2 separate regions of the Sus scrofa genome follow, and region 2 is linked to region 1. A link is a contact called in public Hi-C data. All regions are on one chromosome and are shown on one strand. The core of a region is the stretch at or near the end of the contact, and the rest is flanking DNA. Distances in the headings are between cores, read along the strand shown.

The links. Hi-C and Micro-C count contacts between places; a contact is called where the count stands out from the background.
Region 2: a Hi-C map of omental adipose tissue shows a contact between it and region 1, with 1.9 times the contacts expected there. The contact joins two enhancer-like sites. A contact is called at or near these places in 2 of 5 promoter capture datasets (fetal liver and liver), 10 of 47 Hi-C or Micro-C datasets (brain, embryonic fibroblasts, fetal liver and 4 more) and 2 of 2 datasets of contacts at active chromatin or transcription factors (alveolar macrophages and skeletal muscle).

Annotation. Positions count from the first base shown.
Region 1 is chr18:17,927,045-17,934,309 of Sscrofa11.1, reverse strand. The region is part of intron 11 of LOC106506781 (a long non-coding RNA gene); the gene reads right to left. Among named protein-coding and RNA genes, the nearest start is that of MKLN1, 98 kb to the right of the region's middle. Within about 2 kb of position 2,184, at least 11 of the 83 cell types and tissues checked have an H3K27ac peak or open chromatin away from gene starts, as enhancers often do. A contact at or near this core is called in omental adipose tissue and retroperitoneal adipose tissue, where this site is marked.
Region 2 is chr18:18,006,187-18,013,140 of Sscrofa11.1, reverse strand. The region is part of intron 1 of LOC110257572 (a long non-coding RNA gene); the gene reads right to left. Among named protein-coding and RNA genes, the nearest start is that of MIR29B-1, 30 kb to the left of the region's middle. Within about 2 kb of position 2,275, at least 19 of the 83 cell types and tissues checked have an H3K27ac peak or open chromatin away from gene starts, as enhancers often do. A contact at or near this core is called in omental adipose tissue and retroperitoneal adipose tissue, where this site is marked.

The DNA.
Region 1 (7,265 bases), core at 935-3,434:
ACAAAAACACTTATTTCTCTACAATTGAGCATGAAAAGAAATGACCAGAAAGCACTGGGGAGCATAGGGAGAAGGGTGACACTGGGGTCTCAAGCCAGAACAGAGCGTTCACATAAGCCTGGGTGTGTGCTTTGCTTCCACTCCCGCCCACCCACGGTTCCTGGGGCAAACAAATTCTTGGCTGAGCAGGTATGTGTGGGAGGCCTGAGTTATTTTCCAACCATTAGAGCTTTGCCCAGAACTACTTAATCAGAATTTTTCAAGGTCATACATTCAAATATGATGTTACTGCCATACAAAACAAATAACTCTAGGGTCTGTAGGGTAGGAGGTGGGGGAGTCTGAGGAGGGGAAAGAAGGAATTAACCACTCTCACTTGAACTATCTCCTTATCCGCTCTTACTCTAGATCTCCTACATATTCTCAGAAAATCAACAAACTGCCAAAACGAAAACAGCAAAAAGAAATAATAGCTAACGTTAATATATGCTGATTCTATGGCAGGCACAATTCTAAACTGTCTGTAGATATTAACTTATTTGACCCTCAACAATCCTTTAAGGACTGTTATCATGATCACCCTTTTTCACAGATGCCTGGAAGGGGTTTAAGTGACTTGCCCAACAACCAACAGCAGGGTGCCCGGTGCACTGGGCTGTACTCCCCTTTCTGTGCTCGGCTCTCTGGCCCCTCAAAAAGGCAAAACCTCTTGCAACAAGAGCTCTTTTCCGCTATGGGATAGCAAACTGATTTTCCTGTGCAGTGGGGTTTTCTCTAAGCTGCCTTCCTGGGAGGAATATTATCAGATCCAGTCCTCACCTCAAAGGACCGATAGGACAGTACCAACCCTGCTGCGTAATAAGCCATATAAGCTGGAAAAGTCCCAAGTCTCAAACCACAATTCCCCTTACACACTGCAGTTCGAGGCAAAGCTTTGATCCCTGTTAAAATGTAAAAGTTGGGAGGTATACGCACTACGCTGTTATCAGTTTGTAGTGCAAGTTGCATTGTTATCTTTTAAATACAGTTTAATGATAAGAACTTCAGGTGGTTTCCAGGCATTCAATTCACCTGTCCAGTTTGGACTTGTTCACTGCTGGGTGCCTAGAACTCACCAGGACCTGGCATGTAAATTGGTGTTGAATACACCAGGGTGAGCAAGTGAACAAATGCATGGCTGTAATTCTTGCTGAGGTCAGGATCAGGGCAAATTTATGATGCAGGTAGGTCTTAAAGTGGCAGCCAGTTTGGGCAAAGTATCACTGAAAAGGTCTAAAGAACAAGTAAATCACTGTTTGGCAGTAATGACTTTGAAAGAAATCCCAGGCAAATTTAAATATATGAAAACGATCTTTTGAGTCTATTAAGAATGGATCATATTTTTAAATGTATATAGAGCTAATTTATTAATGAAGGAGACAATCTGTTTAAGAGGGTAGTGATAGCTTCGGTATTTCCCCTTGGCGCTGGATCTGTCGTTGCTGTGACTGTGGTGTAGGCTGGCAGCTATAGCTCCAACTGGACCCCTAGCCTGGGAACCTCCCTATGTTGTGGGTGTGGCCCTAAAAAGACAAAAAAAATAAAATAAATAAAATAAAATAAAACTCTCCCCAAAGCGGAAGTGCCCTACACATCATCTCTCCTCCCTAATGTTCTCATACCCAAGTCCTATGTGTCCTCAAAGTCCTCTGTAAATGTCTTCTCCTCCCTGTTTTCCTGGCCAGAAGAGGTCACCCACCCCCCCATTTGTACTCAAAGTTACTTTCTTTGTTTGTGTACAGGAATCCCTTCCTGAATTGTAGCATTTTTCTCACCTGCTCTACCTAGCTAGCTGTCTTTGACTTTGTATTCCACAGGGAACCTAACATTTTTTTCTTGACATAAATCAGCATCCAGTCAATATTGGACTAATGTTTTTAAAAACACTCTCATGGAAGTGCTCCAAGGATACACCACCATCTGTTTCTAATGTTCGAATACATCTTAGATATTTTAAAAGCTGTAATTTTTGTAAATGACACTGACATGGTTTACATGCAAACTTTTCACCCTCTGTGGATACACAGGGTCGTGTGTTAACAATTCTGAGGTCCGGGAGGGTCCCCTGGCACCTCCGTGTGCACGCGTGGACTTCCTATAAGTGTGAAACTGGAAAGGGAAGTTGTGGCTCCGCCCTGGCCGTGTGAAAAATGCCGGTGTGCACAGTCTGCTCTTAAGAGTTGCTCAAGCAAGCACACAACCATGCCCTGGTGTGGGCTGCCATTAAATGCAGGAGGGAGGCACATGGGGCATCGTACTGCCTTGCTTTCATCACAGTAGAAAGTCCTTTGTGATAATACCCTATTTGAGAGAGGGCAAATATTTATTCGAAGAATTAGATGTTTCCTGTATGACTTTAGATTTATGATAAGGAATGTGAGCAATTGTTTCCATAAGTTTAGTTAGAGGGTTATGGTTTTGAAACAAATATTCCCTACCTAAGATTGGTTGAACTGAAAAACATCCTGGGATCCCAAGGTAAGTTATTTGAAAACAAAACAAAACCAAAAAACCCTTGTTGTAATTTGCAAGTAATTATCTATGAGAACAGATTTTTAAAATACGCACTTAAAGCAAACTAAGCAATTTTATTAAACACAGCTTGGTAATGTGAATACAGCTGTTGTACAATTATTATCAACACCTGGTTTAAAGTTTTTTCATACCCAAGATGAAGTAGTCATTGGCAAAGTGAGAACTCAGCACCTGTCTTCTAGGGTTTAGTAATCAAAAATCTAGGTTCACATTCAGATTTTTCCACGTACCAGCTGCAGGCTCTTGGTCAAATCCCATAAGCCACAATTTCCTTAGATGTAAAAATGGGAATTATACCTTCCAGGGTTGTTACGCAAATTAAAATGAGGATACTTAATAGTCTTTTAGAAAAGCATCTGATTCTAAGTAAGCACACAATAAATGTCAGCACTAGTTGTAAACATATTTGGGGGGTGGGGAAGAATTTTAGAACAGACAATAATTCTCCAGGTATGGAGTAGACTACCCAGGAAACCTCTGAGTTTTGAAGGTGGAGACAAGAGGAATTAAAAGTGTTAGACTCCTTCAGAGCTATAGGTATGGAGGTGGTGAGCTTATGGAACTGAAAAAGGGAGTAACTCAACCACAGGGGATGATTTTTCCAAAACTGGAAGGGGAAAGGGTTAGGGTTCCACGAAGGGCAAAGCCCAAACCCATTCACACGCCCACAACCTTCATACCCATAACTCTGGGGGATTCCAGCACCTTGGTTTCCTATTTAAACAGTAAAAGAAACAGAGAGCATTTGAAGGTGGGGGAAAGAAAGGTGACAGGCCAGGTGAGACCAGCCCCTTCCTGGCTACAACATCAGTAATGAGGATCAGTGAAACCTCACTGCTCTAAGCTATATCAGCCACTCACCAATTCCAATGTGCCTGTCCTCAAATGCAATTTCTGCTAACCATATTTCTATACAGAAATTTCTTGTATGTTTTACGGGCCTAGAAATAGATAGGTTCAGCATCTTCTCTTGCACATCCTCTGGCAGTGCAGCACCCCTCTCCAGCTCCTGCAGCTTCTCCTGGGAGTGCAAAGCTTAGCAGGGGCTGAGGAAAGGGGAGCAGTGAGCCCTGCAACTCAACGGCATAGAGCCCACTCTTATAACTTCCCTGAGGAGACTTCACAGTCCTAGTGGCCCTTAATTAATTAAATAATTAAGAGTTCCTGCAGTGACACAACAGAATCAGCAGCATCTCTGCAGCACCAGAATGCAGGTTTGATTCTTGACCTGGCACAGTGGGTTAATATCTGGTGTTGCCGCAGCTGCGGTGCAGGCTGCAGTAGCGGTTCAAATCTATTCCCTGGCCCAGGATGCCATATGCCACAGGGCCATCAAAAAAGAAAAAAAAAAAAAAGCCTCTAATAATTAATGTTTGTAGGTGTTGGCAGCTTGCCTCATTGTTGAGATTTTCAAAGCATATATGGAGAATATAAATTATTCCATTACTTACTGATTCACTAATCTGAGCAGTCTCTGTGCCGACTGGGATCACTAACGTTAACTTTATAGAATATAGACTGGAGATTAAAACTTGGATTCAGACAAGCAGAGATGAACGGTAATAATGTGTTAAAGATTAGACTGAGTTCACCTTAACATTCTTCCTAAAGCAGGAAAGTGAACTAACAAATTACATTCAATATGACTGCAGCCTTGATAGCAAAGATAATTTCATATACTTGTTTTTATGTAATATTCACTCTAGAAACATTCAATAAATATTTAGCGATGGAGAAAGGATAGGAAAAGGTATAGGGGTGTGGGATTCATAGTATTCCTCCAAATATTTAATTAGGTCAAACACACTGTCCACATGCAGTCTGGTTTTACAATACATATTAATTAAATCCTATTCTAGTCATTAACAATCTTTCATTAAGCTGTATGTGTTCTCCACTGGCTCCTAAGTCTTTATGTGTACTTCATACTCAAGAGGACGAGCACAAATCACTGTCATACCAGTTTTACTTCCCAAACTAAGCACAAATGGATTTTAATCTATCTGTACATCAAAAATTTTTTCTTTGGAAATAGCCTAGTATTTTTAAAAAGGTAAAATTAGCAGAAAGTGCCCATCTACCTTAAAGAGAAAACAGGTGCCATCTACATGCAAAGCAACATGACAGAAATATAAAGGCAAACTTAACTGTTACAATAAAATGTAACATCTGCTTCTAAAGGAAAACCAGTGTTCCTCTAACAAATATGTTAGCAGAGAAAATTAACTGGTTGTATTATGCCTTAAGCAATGAAAACCTGTTTCATTTCCTTCTTGTTTTTCTGGAAAAAGAAAACAGGTCACAGTGAGAGATACACACACACACACACACACACACACACATACATACATATAATAGGTATAATAGATATAATAGATATGTATCAGCATCCATTCTTGTGACAAATGTTTGCCAAGGGGGTGGGGGTGCAGGGTGGAGGAAAGAAAGAAAGAAAAAGGCAAAGAAAGCAGAAAAGAGATAAGAAACAGTGAGACGCCATCTGCTGTCAAAAGGGAGGAAAAGGGGGAGGAGAAATTTGAGAGCACACTTTCTGTTTGAAAAAATGTCAAATCAGTTTTCCATTCATCCTCATGAAATAGAAAATTTTACTATGAAAACAGGAGGAATAAATTCTTTTACCTTGGTAAAAGTTCATGTCCTGAAAATTACTGTTACTAGTAAATAAACTTATAAAGACCACCATTCTCCTAGTGCAGACAGAATTATACCCAAAACTATTTTAAGCATCAGAGGGAAGTTTCAGTGAATGAACCAGAAATATCCCAATGAAATATATAGTTCAGCTTATCCAGGAAGAGTCAGCTAACGGATGATTTCTTTGGTTTAAAGCAGTCATCTAAGTTTTACGCACACCTAGACTAGAAGGCTATGGAATACTAAAGGATGACCATTAGCTACAAATAGGATGCTGGACATTATGCAGCACTAAGTACAATCCAGCTAAGTAATATATCAGTCACTCATTCTATGCTATAAAAAGGCAAAACAACTTATAAGAAATAAAAGCTCCATGGCTGTGAATGAAATTAAACTAAATTATAAGTCTCAGCGCTGAGGAGAAGGGTAGGAGAAAGGGAAAGAGGGGTTTACATCATGCATGCACATCTCTAATTGTAACAAAGTGATTTGCTTCTGTTTTCTCTTTTTTTCCCATTAATCTGTCCACACACACACACACACACACACACACACACCCTTACCTGTTTCCATTTCAAATTCACTCATACTCCCAGTTAAGAGATCTCAGTTTTACAGGTGGTTTCTTTCAATACCCCAACTTTCGGTTTGAAGCATTTCTTAGCATTTAAGAAGTATTACTATTTGCAGGTGGAACACCTGAAGGCCAGCTATGCACCAAAGGACAAAAGCCACCAGCGGATAACACTGTGGTTTTAGAGCTAGAACATGTTGTCTGTAAGTTCTCATTTCACAATGCTTGGAGTCTGTTCACTACATTGATAAAACTTTAGGGATCTGACCTTCAAAGATATATTGTTTCCACTGATTTATCTATATACTATTTTATCATTTTGCATTTAGCAGAATTTAAGGGAGATTTTGTTACTGAATCATGTTTGTTTGTTTGTTCGTTTGTTTTTGATTGTGGTCTTAATCTCTTTGTGTGCAAAGGTTATAAAAGTAGCTTAGGAAAAATGGACAAAGAGCCTACAGGGAACATGATGTCTTCTTGTGTCATGTTATGGTAACTCTGCTACCCCTTGAAGCAATTAGATCCGCTTCTAATTGAACTTAGTGTTGTGTCAGTATAAATGGATGTCAGCTTGAAGGCTCAAGAACCAATGTTTTTCCTACTGAAGTTAATTATTGACAACTTTTAAGAATTTATCCTACAAAGATTTTTCCAGAGCAAATGATCTGAAAAATGTTGGGGCCCACTTATAAAACATATCTCAAAGGGAAAAAAAGAAATGTAGGTTGACCCTAATATATTTTAACAGAAGATAAATGCACTAAGGTTTGGAGATTTATGCCATTTCCATGGTTTAGAAATTATACCTTGAAGCATCAGAGTCCTCTGAAGTGCAGCTCTAATGGAGGATGCTGAAAAAGTTAAGGACACAGTACCAGTGACAAAAATGTACAGAAAAGCTCCTTTGTGAGGGGAGGACTCATGGTGTGGGGCAGGGAGTACTGAGCAAGCAGTCAGAAAAACCTGATTCTTATTCCAGCCCCATCACTAGCGACCTGGATTTCTAACCCTGCTTCTCAGCTACCTTGTCCACAAAGGGACAGAAGTCCTTCCAGCCCCTCCAGCCAGTTTCTATCAGCGTTATTAGCTAATAAAACAAGCATACACTCAAACCCAAAACCCCGTATCTATTACTAAGACTAGCATTCTAGACAGTGTCACCTCTAAAGACAACTGAGGACGACGAATCATGTATTAACAAGAAAAAAACCGGTTCAGCTCAAACCACTATTCTAAGTTTAGTGTTTATCAATCCATGGGTGTCTTCCTATTTTTACCACTTACTTCTGCATTCACAAAAGTTAAAGAGCGGTGTCTTCCTGCACGTGTCTCTTTATACACATGTTCCAAAGTTTCCCTAGGGTACACACCTGGAGGTGGAAAGGCTAGATACAGGGTGTGCGCAGATTAAATCTTACTATACAGCCTGGGTCCCACATTTCTGGTCCAGAAGAGCTTC
Region 2 (6,954 bases), core at 1,026-3,525, 79 kb before region 1:
TATGTTTATACCTGGAACTAGTATAACACTATAAATCAACTTTATATCAATTAAAAAAAAAAACTTCTTAGGAAAATTCCAGCCAAGATATAATTGAAAGTTTTATACTCAAAAAGGGGAAAATTACTGTAATATAAAAATGGCTTAAAAAAAATGGAAGGAAACAGAATACTCCGAAACTACAGAATAATGCCCCCTGAAAATGTCTTGGAGAAAATGTGCATTTAAGGTGGACTATAAAAAATGCCTATACAGAATGATGCTGATTTGGCAACTCTGTATGTGTATGTACATGCACACGTGTTCAGGAAAACACTAGAAGGAAATAAACACAAATATTAACAGAGCTTTGGGGATGGGATCAGAGATCATTTTTATTTCTTCTTTATCTTATTCTACATATTTTTTTAAAATTTCACTCAAAGTTAGAAAAAATTTTTAACTATCATATAAAAATTTTGGAAGAGTGACCCACTGCTTTAGAAACAGCTCTTCACACAAGTCAAGAGCATGGATGACTTCGCATTGTTGTTAACCAGCATCTCAAGTCCAGAGCCTGTCACGCAAACCACCTTCCCGGCTCACTCCGGCCCCTGCCTCCGCCAGGCTCCGTCTATGTGCTCTCACAGGTCCGCAGGCTGCCTCATCGCCCCTCAAACCGGTTCTCCTCTCACATGTCATACTGTGTGAACGATACCACGTAACAACCTAAGCCACGATCCCGACTTCACCTTCTCCCTCTTTTCAGCTCGCTAGTCTCTGGAATCCACCGCCAGTGGTGTCCTTACTGTCTGGCCTCCTTGCCCTGCGCCTGACCTGTGCCCCCCGCTCCAGCCCCCCAATCCCCCCCAACGCAGATCCACACACACACGCCCTGTGAGCCGCCTGATGTGTACCTCTCGTCTCCTCATGCTCCTAGGTGGACACCTTCAGGCACAGCCATGAGACCTCTGTTGTCAATGACGCTTCCTGCTTCCTCTCCTTGCATCACCCCTTTCCCCACAACCCCCACTACACCCTATGCTCTGAGCCTCGGTGTCCACTATGCCTCCTGCTTGCAGCCCTCCCCACCATGCTTGCGCCCCTGGTCCAGCTAACCCCTTACAGGCTGTCCTTGAAGAGTCAACTCAGACCCACCTCTGTCGGGAAGACCCACGGATGGCGGCTGCAGGTTACATGCTGTTTTTGTGTGGCCATGACTCTTATTGTACACCGTGGATCTGTTTTTGCATCCTAGCCTCCTCTAGCAGACTGTGAGCATCTAGCAAACTAGGCCCTCAGAGTCTGTTGAACAAATTAATAAATGTTTCCACCATTTAAAACAGAACCACCTAGTCCTGTCTCGAAACCAAAGATTTCATAACTTCTCTTGGCCACTCATTTACTTGATCATCTTGGCAATTGAGACAGTCTTTCTTACCTATTAATCAACAAAGAAGTATATTTTTTATATTCCTTATGTCCTGACATCTCTTTGGTCTTATTTGAACGTTCTTTACTCTTTCGAAGCTATCATGCAGGTGTTACGAGTGTTCCCACACAGGACAGCATTTGAAGCACAGCAATTCGCTGAGAGCAGGCAGGGTGTTATAAAGACAAATGAGACTCCAGCGACTTAAAGACCATCAGCAAGAAATCCTTTAGCCTTCTGGGGACTAAAACCTTCCGTTACTTTATCTGTTGTGGGAAGGGTGTATAACTTTCTGTTGGTTGTGTATCAGAGCTCTTCACAATGACCCCAAATCTTTTTTCAAATGTGATTCAGACTGGACACAATAATAAGTCTGACTAATGCGAGTCTTATTTTCTTAACCTTTTATGTCATACTCCTTTTAATATACTCAAGAATCATGTCTTTCACAACAGCCTTACAGTATTGACCTAAATTTAGCTGATGGGCAAGAAGGGCACTTTTTTTTTTTTTTTTTTTTTTTTAAATAAGGTCTTTGTGTACTCAGCTAAGCTACCTTCTATCTATCCCCACCCAAATTTCTCCTGCTCAAGTAGAACCATTTCTCCAGTTTGTTACAACGGTTATTATTTATACTGCTGGGGTTCAGATGGTTTGTGGTCTGATCTAATTTGGTAACATACATATGGAAAAAAAGAAAAGAGACTTCATTACTTAGAAGGAAAACTCTCTCCAGTTGTTTAACACTGAATCTTGAAGTATCCACTGGAATTCACCTTGTACTTTCCCAACACCCAAGGTTAGACGTCTGGGGCTTCTGGGCTGTTCGGTGGTTGTGATAATACTAAGGATTCTCTTTGTTTGTTTAGTATTAGTCACATATTTTCTCCACCCTTCCTCCTTTTCTTGGGCTTTGCATCCCCACTGAGCAACCACAGAGGATGACTTATTTTCGACTTGGCTGCCGCCCCTTTCGATCCCAGTGTCTGCTGCGAAACCAAGGGATGGAAAGATCACAGTGTGGTCTCATGCCAGGTGGCAACCCGCGCCCGGGGTCCCGGGTGTGCTTCACTGTAGCTGCAAATGCCCTGAAAATGCGGGCAAATGCTTGTGCGTGCATGTAGTGAGACGACTTCCAGTGTCCATCGCAACCTCACAGGGGCCCCACACCCTGGAAAGGTTAAGAACTCCGCCTCTAAGGCGTTTCACATGCAACGCTGTTTGCTGAAGAGAAAGCGCTAGTGTGACCAAGTCAACGTTCTCCTCGGCCATCTCCGAAGAGAATGAGAAACTCTATGATAATTATACACTAAGCATCAGCTGCAATGCTGAAGATCATATCTTGAGTATGATCTGGGGGACTTGGCATAAATGAAATGATACGGAGGCCATAATCTAACACTTCAAATATTAATCACTTCAAGCACCTCTCAGCTTCTACTTTTATCCAAGTTAATATACTCTGTCTTCTTTGGATACTTTTAGCTTATTTGATAACAGTAGATTAAAACCAAAATGTCATAAATCAAAAGATCCTCTGCATGTAAACATTATGCTGCTAGCCAGAAAGACATGCCTTTCATTATTAACTAGTAGTAATTATATTATTTTGTTAAAATATACTATTATCTTCCATACTTGTGTTATAAATAACACTACCCCCAAAAATCACTTAATATAAATGTGTCAAAATCAAAACTGCTCTCGTGTCAATACGCTAAAAAAAATCTGTTTTTCAAAACATCTCTTAACTCTTAACTTTCATTGTTGTCTACGGGTTCTGTGGTCTTTTTATAATTATCACCACACCTAGAGTATTTTCTACAGGTCAATATAAAATGTAATATAAATGTGCCGGGGGAAAAAGGCTCTTTAAAGCTTTTCCTGCGATGAAATGCCATTTAGAAATTTAGAAGCAAGAACTCATAAAATCAGACAATGCTGTCATCCGTACTCACCACTGGACAGGCACACAACGGAGCCCCAGGCACAGGCTGGACTTGCGCTGGAAGCAAGAGACTGAATCCCATCGGGAGACCAGGCAGGTAGAAACAGCAAGTGGCAACACTACCTTTCTCCAGCTCATCTTATTTGCACAGACGCAGATTTTGGAAGCCTCCAGGATGAACAATGAAAACCACACTAGGTTGTTTTCCCAATTCCTATGAAATGAGTCAGTAGGTCAAACAACTTCTCCACTCGGGAGGGAGAAGGATTTCTGAAACTGCACTCCCTGTTTCCAGGAACTGGATTTCCTCTCTTTGCCCCTCGATAAAAGTGCTGCCAGTAACCCATGGCGGGCCCACTGGGTTCTGGATGAGGCGCATCACTGATGCTGCCAGACGGGGAGCCTCGCTCGTGGAAACTTGCTCTGTGTGAAGAGGCAGGAGGACGACAGTCCAGCGAGGAGTAACACGTGGGTGAAGGTCTCTTCATTTCAAAAGAGCTGGCGTAACTTCTTCTCCATTAAACCATGCAGTCATTTATTTCTTTCACACAAGAGGATAGAGTGACACTTAAAATACAGGAGAGCAGTAACTGTAGCTCTAAGAGACCCACAAACTGCTTCCTTCTGTAAGACATCCTTTCTTCCTCCCAAGGACTAGTATATTCAAAAGATTATTCAATTAATCCACGCTCTGCAAAACCTTTCACAGGCTTCTGGGAGTCTTGCAGCTCCATGCATTAAATCATATAAGGCACAGCAAGTATTTAAGAGCTTGCTGGCAGTCCTCTGAATCCATGACTCAAGAGGACGAACACTGGATTAGCAATGATCTTCGGAGTCTACCACCTACTCACCGCACATAACACTGCTCGGAGTTAGCAACCTGCTGCATAGGAGACCACCAGTTACGGCAATGAACTCGTGATTTCAAGGACTCGTGCGTTCAGGCAAGTACATGGACGTGGATCTCTAAACACAGGTACAGAGATCTTCTGTGACAGCTCGTCAGGAGGAGAGTGGAAATACTTTTGCTTTCTGTATCGAGAGTACTTTCTTTCTTTGTAAAGAGGAGGTTTCGTTTTGATCTTGAGAAATTCTCTCTGATAAAAACCACCAACGGAAAACCTGCCATTATAAACGAGGGATTTCACAACATTCATTCCAAAAAACTGTGGCTATTCATTTCTGGAAGTGATTCACTGCACAAGAATCGTTGCTGGCGGTGGAGGGAGCATTCATTTTTAGAAGACAGCCCGCCCCCTGAGTAGGGAGCAGAGACCTCAGAGACGGCGGCCACGTGCCTTGCTGACCCCTCATCACAGCTCCCTGAGTCACTGTCCACCACGATGACGAGCGATGACCAATTTCCTCTCACAACTCCCTCAGTACACAAAACCCCTTTGGTCTGTATACCCCGAGTACTCCCCTGCTCTGGTGGAAATGCTCAAATAAATCTGGGAGGGCAGCAGCAGTACCTCCACCTGTCAGCGCTCAGCTGGTGAATAACCGGCGTGTGGACACTCACTTCCTGTGAGTATTTCTAAAAGAGCTCATGATATTTCCTTTGGAAAAAAAAAAAGTGGGAAGGAAAGTGATACAAGGAGAAGTAACTCCAACAAGCAAAGCTGAAAGCAGGCAACGTGATCGCTGTTTACCAGCCACGCCTAATTTTAATTTGGTTTCTCAACCCTTGTGTAATTAAGACAGCCAGAAGAGAACAGCACAGCATCGGGAGGAAGAAAAAGAAAAAGACATTTCACAAATGCTTAGACCTTCAGTGCGCGTGACCAGAAAAGTAATTTTAAGATGCGAGTGAACCAATCTGAAGCTGTTTAGAGTATTAACCCTTTGAGAAAAACAAAGTTATTTCCGCTTGCCCCTAAATTTCAAATATGGAAATGATCTTCCCTCCTGGGCGCTGAGACACTGAAGACACAGCCTCTGAGTGTCATCCCTGGGGTTTGGGAGAAGAGGGGCCTTTTTCAGATATGTCTGTGATGGGGGCAGAAAAACACTTGTTTTAAGACCTCATCATGTTAACAGTGACTGCTTGGTTTTCGAATCAAAGCATCCTTTGAAAGCCAACCACAAAGGAGTAAAATATGACCTTTTGTATGTATTTCTCTCGACTTTAACCAAACCTGATCACTTATAGCAGAGTAGAATTTCTTGACAATTGGGCAAATTGAGTAAGAAAAATTGCTTTTCTCTTAAAGAGCATCAATGTGACAGAGCTCATTTTCTGAAGGGACTAGTAGACAGTTTGCTAAAAGAGGAGCTTAGAAAAAGCCTGTCCTTTATTTTCAGGCTATTAATGCGCTTCTATCTTGGGTGGGAATTGGGGGGGGCGGTTCATGATGGCAGGAGGAGAAAAACACAAGCTTCCACTTAATGAGACCAAAGAATAAAAACAAACAGATCCAATGTGTTCACGTAATTTGTTACATGGCATCGCTAAGCCCTTAATTTCTTTTTTTTCCTCTTTTCACTTTTTTTTTTTTTAGGGCCACACCTGTGACATATGGAGGCTCCCAGGCTAGGGGTCTAATTGGAGCTATAGCTGCCAACCTACTCCACAGCCACAGCAACACCAGATAGGTCTGAGCCACATCTGCAACCTACATCACAGCTCACGGCAACACTGGTTCCTTAACCTGCTGAGCGAGGCCAGGGATCAAACCCGCAACCTCAGGGTTCCTTTTCAGATTCGTTTCCCCTGCACCACAATGGGAACTCTGCTAAGCCCTTAATTTCTAATGTGGTGACAATTTGCTACTTAAACCTCAGCTCCTATGTTTCTCATTTTTGAACGCTCAAGATAAACATCAAGAATACATGTAAAAAAAAATTCCTAAAACCAGGAAGTTCCCATTGTGGCTCGGTGGTAACGAGCCCAACTAGTATCCGTGAGGATGCAGGTTCTATCCCTGGCCTCACTCAGTGGGATAAGGATCTGGCGTTGCTGTGAGTTGTGGTGTAGGTCGCAGATTCGGCTGGGATCTTGCGTTGCTGTGGCTGTGGTGTAGGCCGGCAGCTGTTGCTCCAATTCGACCCTTAGCCTGGGAACTTCCAGATGCTGCAGGTGAGGCCCTAAAAAGCAAAATAATAATAATAATAATAATAATAATAATAATAATAATACCATCTGCATCTATACTCTGGAAGGAAACTTTCATGAATGTGGTATGTTTTTATAATTTTACTGTATTGATATTTTAAAAAGAAGAATATGGAAACCACTTGCATGGCATGAATATAATCTTCAAATTGAGGATGAATAAAAACAGCATCAATAACTGAACTGAAGAATTTAACGCAAACCAACGATGCTATACAACAGGCATCCCTCTGCCCTCACTCTCAAGACCTTAGGAACTTGCTCAATAGACAGGGGAACACCCAGCCTAACGTCAAAAGGACAGGAACCCTACACGGGGTGCAACTGCACATACCTACGACCTACAAAAATCTTATTGATTGAGGCTGGTGAACAATTAGAGGCCAGAAGGCTACTCAAATATTAGCATATCTAATGTCCCCTCTCCCTGTGTCACGTTCACACAGAGGTTCACAGTTCCCAAAGCTCCTGTGCAAG